Linked DNA regions of Ovis aries: region 2 is linked to region 1. The links are chromatin contacts, called in public Hi-C maps. All regions are on one chromosome and are shown on one strand. Each heading gives the region's core, a stretch centred on a gene start, on an enhancer-like site or on the middle of the called end of the contact. The rest is flanking DNA. Distances are from core to core; before and after follow the strand shown. Region 1 holds the start of ZNF331 (zinc finger protein 331). Region 2 holds the start of LOC121816554 (cationic amino acid transporter 3-like).

What was found. A called contact is a pair of places that touch in the nucleus more often than the background predicts.
Region 2: a contact with region 1 is called in a Hi-C map of blood, with 3 times the contacts expected there. The contact joins the promoter of LOC121816554 here to the promoter of ZNF331 in region 1. A contact is called at or near these places in 4 of 16 Hi-C or Micro-C datasets (blood and liver).

The regions. Positions count from the first base shown.
Region 1 is chr14:61,340,486-61,343,761 of ARS-UI_Ramb_v3.0, reverse strand. It overlaps ZNF331 (zinc finger protein 331), which reads left to right and starts at 1,743. Exons shown (of 5, transcript XM_027978733.3): 1 at 1,743-3,276. It also overlaps the pseudogene LOC132657657.
Region 2 is chr14:61,510,982-61,514,257 of ARS-UI_Ramb_v3.0, reverse strand. It overlaps LOC121816554 (cationic amino acid transporter 3-like), which reads left to right and starts at 1,566. Exons shown (of 12, transcript XM_060399104.1): 1 at 1,566-1,657.

The sequences.
Region 1 (3,276 bases), core at 494-2,993:
TCTTTGTAGCTACCACCATCTAGAGAGTGATGGGGATGAGAAGCTTCCCTCTATCTGCCCGTAAAAGCAGCCATGTTTATTTAACCCCAGCATCCTCGGTGCTTCCAGGGATCAAACCTGAGTCTCCTGTGTCTCCTGCATTGGCAGGCAGCGGGTTGTTTACCACTGACCCACCAGGGAAGTCTAAAGACAAGGATTCAGTTCAGTTCAGTTCAGCTGCTCAGTTGTGTTGGACTATTTTCGACCCCATGAATCGCAGCATGCCAGGCCTCCCTGTCCATCACCATCTCCCGGAGTTCACTCAGACTCATGTCCATCGAGTCAGTGATGCCATCCAGCCATCTCATCTTCTGTCATCCCCTTCTCCTCCTGCCCCCAATCCCTCCCCACATCAGAGTCTTTTCCAATGAGTCAACTCTTCGCATGAGGTGGCCAAAGTACTGGAGTTTCAGCTTTAGCATCATTCCTTGCAAAGAAATCCCAGCGCCGATCTCCTTCAGAATGGACTGGTTGATTACCAAGCCCTAACCGAACTCTCACTTGCCCATTGCACTGTCAATACTTAACAAATTTATCCTTTCTTTGTCTCAAAGGTATAAAAGCTTACTGCTCTGGTCAATTCTTCAGGTCTTCATTCTTTTCTGAAAGCTCTCACGTACATGCGTGCATGCTAAGTCGCTTCAGCTGTGTCTGTCTCTGTGCGACCTGATGGACTGTAGCCCACCTGGCTCCTCTGTCCATGGGATTCTCCAGGCAAGAATACTGGAGTGGGTTGCCATGCTCTACTCCAGATGATCTTCCTGACCCAGGGATCAAACCCTGGTCTCTTATATCTCCTGCATTTGCAGGGGGAGTTCTTTACTATTAGCGCCATCTGGGAAGTCCAAAATGTACATGTAAGAAGTTACATGTATATGTAAGAACTTAATAAAGCTTTTTTTCCCTGTTAGAAGGAGGAGGAAAGGGATAGTTAGGAAGTTTGGGATGGACATGTACAGTGCTATATTTAAGATGAATAACCAACAAGGTCCTACTGTATAACACAGGGAACTCTGCTCAAAGTCACGTGGCAGCCTGGATGGGAGGGGAATTTGGGGGAGAATGGATACATATATATGCATGGCTGAGTTCCTTTGCTGTCTACCTGAAACTATCACCACATTATTAATCAGCTATAAGTGTAATTTGTGCTCAGCCCTGTCTGACTCTTTGCATCCTCATAGACTGCAGCTCACCAGGCTCCTCTCTCCTTAGAATTTTCCAGGCAAACAATACTGGTGTGGGTTGCATTTATACTCCAGAATAAAATAAAAAGGATTTTTTCTTTTTTTAAGTAGTAGCAGTAATGATACTAATACTAAAATGAGTAATAAAACAAATCTGAACGGCTGGCAGGATTCCCAGCATTTACAAACTCTGCGACTCTGCATAACACTCCGTCGCAAGTCTGGGGGCCACGGCTCCTTTATACGCAGGGAGGGATGCCTTCTGAGGAACCCTGTGTATTACCCGAGATGAGAACTACACTTCCCAGAAGGCTCTGAGACACAGCTCTAGTCGGGCCGGTGCGGAGTTGCATGCTGGGAAAAAGAGCCCATGAGCTTTCAGCTCCGCAAATTCCCCGTTTTTGGGACTACGTTTCCCAGAGGGCTCTGGGGGCACGAGCCCATTAGCCTCGCCGGGAGTTGCATGCTGGGAGATGCGCTTTCTGCGCGTTGTTTTTTTTTTTTTTTCCACGCTCTGGTTTCCTGGCGACGCTGTCTGGAGTTAACCTGCACCGCTGCGCTCGCTCCCTCCCGACACCCTGTTAGTTGTTGGGCCCAGAGCCGTGAGTAATTAGCATCCCTGGAGGAAACCTGAAGTGGAAAGCGGCGGGCGGTGGCGGTGAGGAAAAAGGTCAAGAGGCCCGAAACGGAGCGTCGGCCTGTGGCTTCGGGAGCCGCTGCGGAGGGAGTGCGAGCGTGTGCGTGTGTGTGTGTGTATAAGTGTGGGTATGTGTGTGTGTGTGATGGGGCTTGGCCTTGTCTACAGACTGAGGTGCGCGTGGGTGTCGGTGAGGGACACGGGCCGGGTCCCTGCGGTTGTGACGCACTTGGCGCGTGAGTGTGTGAAGCGGGGAGGCGACCCGACCTCATCCCGCGGCTGTGCCCGCCCACCCATCCCTGGTGCGTGTGAGCCTCGGGCTCGGACGCCTCCGCTCCGCTCCGCGTGAGTTCCACGCGCGTGGGCTCTGGCGCGGACGGCGGGGCTGTGAGAGCCGCCTTGACGTGTCTGTGGGGTTGGCGGAGCCGGGCGCCTTGTTTCTGGCGGGGGCGTCAGGCGGTGTGTCGCAGCCGCGGTGTGTGAGTTTGTTCAGCTGTGACAGGTGCAGGCTGGCTCCCGGGTGTGTGGGCACGGATTGAGTGAGCACGGGGAGGGGGCGTGTGACGGTATCACCTGTAGCTCCGGTGTCTCCGCTGGTCCCTCCGCCCTCCTACCGTGCAGTACTTGCGGGGACACAGCGGCCTCCAAGAGACGTGGGAGCCCGAACCTTGTAATGAAAATGACAGGAATTGACACAGGTGTCGTCATGAGATGGCGACTTTAGAGCCAGAGGTGCCGTCCTTCCAAAGTCCAGTGATGAAAGGGTCTTGGGGGGAAAAGATTCTATTTTGGAAGGGAGAGGTCCCTGACCTGGGAGGTGCTGGGTGGGGGTGGGGTGGGGGCGGGCGGGGTACCCCCAGGTAGTAGAGCCTAGCTTCCTGGAATCTCTGAAATACATCTGGGTGCACCCTTCTTGTTTTTGGTGCTTTTTTCGAGTATAATTGCTTCACAATGCTGTGTTAATTTCTGCTGTACAACAAGTGGATCAGCTGTAAGTATATTTATACCCCCTTCCTCTTGGACCTGCCTCCCAGCACCCCCCCCCCACCAATCCCACCCCTCTAGGTCACCACAGAGCACCAGGCTGAGCTGCTTGCTATACAGCAGCTCCCCACTGGTTGTTTTACACTTGGTAGTGTGTATATGTCAGTCCTAATCTCCCAGTTCATCCCACCCACCTCTCCCTGCCCCAGCCCTGTGTCCACATGTCCATTCTGTAGATCCGTGTCCCCATTCCTGCCCTGGAACTAGGTTCATCTGTACCATTTTGCTAGATTCCACACATATGCGTTAATACATGATATTTGTTTTTCTAACTTCACTCCGAGAGACTGTAGGTCTATCCACGTCTCTACAAATGACACTCTGAGAGACTGTAGGTCCATCCACGTCTCTACAAATGATCCAGTTTCA
Region 2 (3,276 bases), core at 317-2,816, 170 kb before region 1:
GGATATACCCAGAAGAGTTGAAGCCACGCTTGGGAAGAGACATGTGTACACTCAATGTTCACAGCACCGTTATTCACAGTAACGAAAACATCAAAGCAACCTAAGTGCCCATTGACCAAAGGGTGGTTAAGCCAATGTAGTAGGTACCAGTAATAGAGTATATTCAGCATTTAAAGAGAAGGGGATATACGCACGTTACAACATGGATGAACCTAGCGGATATTGAAGGCGAAGGTGAAGGTGAAGTCGCTCAGTCGTGTCCGACTCTTTGCGACCCCATGGACTTGTAGCCTACCAGGCTCCTCCGTCCATGGGATTCTCCAGGCAAGAATACTGGAGTGGGTTGCCATTTCCTTCTCCAGGGGATCTTCCCCACCCAGGATCGAACCCAGGTCTCCCGCATTGGAGGCAGATGCTTTAACCTCTGAGCCACCAGGGAAGCTTAGTGGATATTATACTCAGTAAAATAAACCTGATAGTAAAGGACAAATATTGGGTGATTCCACCAAAATGAAGAACCTGGAGTAGTCAGATTCATTGAGACAGAAAATAGAAAGGTGATTGCCAAGAACTGGGAAAGGATAAAGGGGGATTTTTGTTGTTGTTGTTGAATGTGTAGTTTCTGTTTGTCAGAGGAAAAATGTCCCAGAGTTTGGTTGCATAAAATGTGAACGTACTTAACATAGAAATGGAGTAGGACCCTAGGGTCCTTGACCCCCATGTCCTCTGCCTGCCTTCTGTCTGTGGGAAAAGCTTAGCCAAAGAATAAGTTTAATCCAAGAAGTGAAATCATGCAGAAACAAAGGACAACAGTCAGAGGAGAAGAAATAATAATCATGTGGTGACTAAGCATAGTCACGGACCTTTACTTCCTTCTCAAGGGCTACAGACAATCTTCTGAGAGTGTGCAGAGGCGGACACCTCCACCAGGTGCGAGAGTACCGAGCTGATGGCCAGAGTGTAGTCATGACAACAGCTGCCCCAATTCTGAGAACCGCCTCGAGGAAATGGGGACAAATGGCCTCGAGGAAATGGGAACAAACTGACCTTGTGACTAAAGAGTAAGTGTACCTAAAACAATCAAGATGCTGCTGGTCCAGCCGTCCATGACCAATTGCAAGAGGACTGTCAGAGCTGACCGTGCTGTTTCTCCATGTAGCCCCCTCCCTCTGTCTATAAACCTCCTACCTGCTGCCTGTTGGGGTGGGAGGCGAGTCGACCTTTGTCAGGAGTGTAACCCCCTCCCGCCAGTGCTGGTATCCAAAATAAAGCAAACTTTCCTTCCACCAACCTGGCCTCCTGAATGGCTTTTGAGCAGCCAGCAGCCAGACTTTGCTTTCACTTACAAAATGACTGAACTGAATACTTAAAGACAGTTAAAATTTCCTGGTATGTGTATGTTACCCCAGCTAAGAACATCTTAGAAAATCTCGCAAGGGTAACCACAGAGGGGTGTGGTTAAGGACTGACAGAAATTTTGAAGGCTTCCGGTCCTCTCAGCCCCATCCCCACCCCAATTACCCAGGGTTAAGAGTTGTCTTCTGTGCTCAGGGGCTCCCCTCTTTGGATTTTAGACAAACATCAGCTCCAGCTCTGCACGCCTTACCCTCAGCCTCCGTGACTGACCCAGTGCTCCAGGCTCTGCTCCAAGGATCCAGTAAGTCTCGGGTCACCCTTTTCTGTGGGAGACTGGGCGCTGAGTTCACATCCTCCCACAGAGACCTCTGCACCCTCAGGGTGCACGGGGTCAGGCCAGCTCCAGCCTGAGGGTAGAGAGATCCGTTTTACAGATGAAAGTAGAAGGAGCTGGGGACTGTCTGTGTTTGTGTGAGGAGAGGAGGGGCTGGGAGAGATTGGATCAATGTCCAGGGGCTCTTGGACTGGTTTTAATCTGGTGCTCACACAACCCTAAGATGACCCTCACATAGAGTGTGTGATGCGGGTACCACTGCCTTCAGTCGCCTGTCTCCTTTCTGCTCTCCACGTCTGCTGATGCCTCCTCTAGGAGCTGAGCATTCTGCTGAGGACAACTCAGTGGTGTTGTGTGTTAAGTTAATTATGTTGGAACTTTGTACATTCAGCAGCTCTGTGAAGCTGGCTCTCCCGTTTATCCTCGGCATAAAATTTTAAAAGCTGGGGTGAAATACACATAAATTTACCATCTTCACCATTTTTAAATGAACCTTCAGCAATACTGGGTAAATTTACACAGCTGTGTAACCAGTTTGCAGAATTCTTTTTGTCTTGTAAACTGAAACCGTGTCCGCATTTAACAATGATTTCCCATTTTCCCCCTCACCCAGCACCTAGCAAACCAGCATTCTACTTTCTGTCTTTGTAAATTTGACTGTATTAGCTATTTCATAGAAGTGGGATCATACAGTATTTGTCTTATGGTGACTGGCTTATATCACTTAACATATTATCCTCAAGTTTCCTCCATGTTATAGCATGGGTCAGAATTTCCCATATTTTTAAGGCTGAATAATATTCCACTGTAGGTATAGAGCACATTGTATTTCTCCGTTTTTTGTGGATGGCCATTTGGGTTGCTTTCATTTCTCAGCTAATCCGAATAATACCACCATGGGTGTACAAACGTCTCCTGTGACCTCACTTTCAGTTCTTTTGGGTGTACACTCAGAAGTGGGACTGCTCAACCATGATGGTAATTTCACTTTTGGTTTTTTGGAGGAACCACCATACTTTACCCACAGCAACTGTACCATTTTATGTTCCTAAAGACAGGGCTCAAAAGTTCATCAGCAGCATTTGAACAAGAAGGAAACACAGGTCCAGGGAAGTGTATGACTTGCTCAAGGGCAGAGAGGTGGGGCCAAGATCCTAATCATAGCTTCCTGACTCTTTGAATGCTTGCCCTCAACCAAAATGCTCAACTCGGACCTTAGAGTAACATGGATAGAAGCCCCCTGCCCTGAACTCGTGTTCTCTGAGTCAGCCTGGCCCCGAAGAGCAGTGTAATGGGGAGACATTCTATGTCCCAAAGGATAGAAAACGGAGTCTCTCGTTTCTGATTCAGAATGAGGATTAGTCCTCCCTCACTCCAGGCACTTGGGAGGTTGGTCTGGTTATCCTTTTTTTTTTTTTTCGATATTCAAAAATAATTAATTAGAAACTTTTTTTTTTTTTTGCTTTCTCATTGGAGAATAATTGCTTTACAATATTGTGTTGGTTTCTGCTGTATGATAAAGTGAGTCAGTCCTAATTATAAATATACTGTCCCCCTGGTGAGCCTCCCGCCCCCTTCCCATCGCA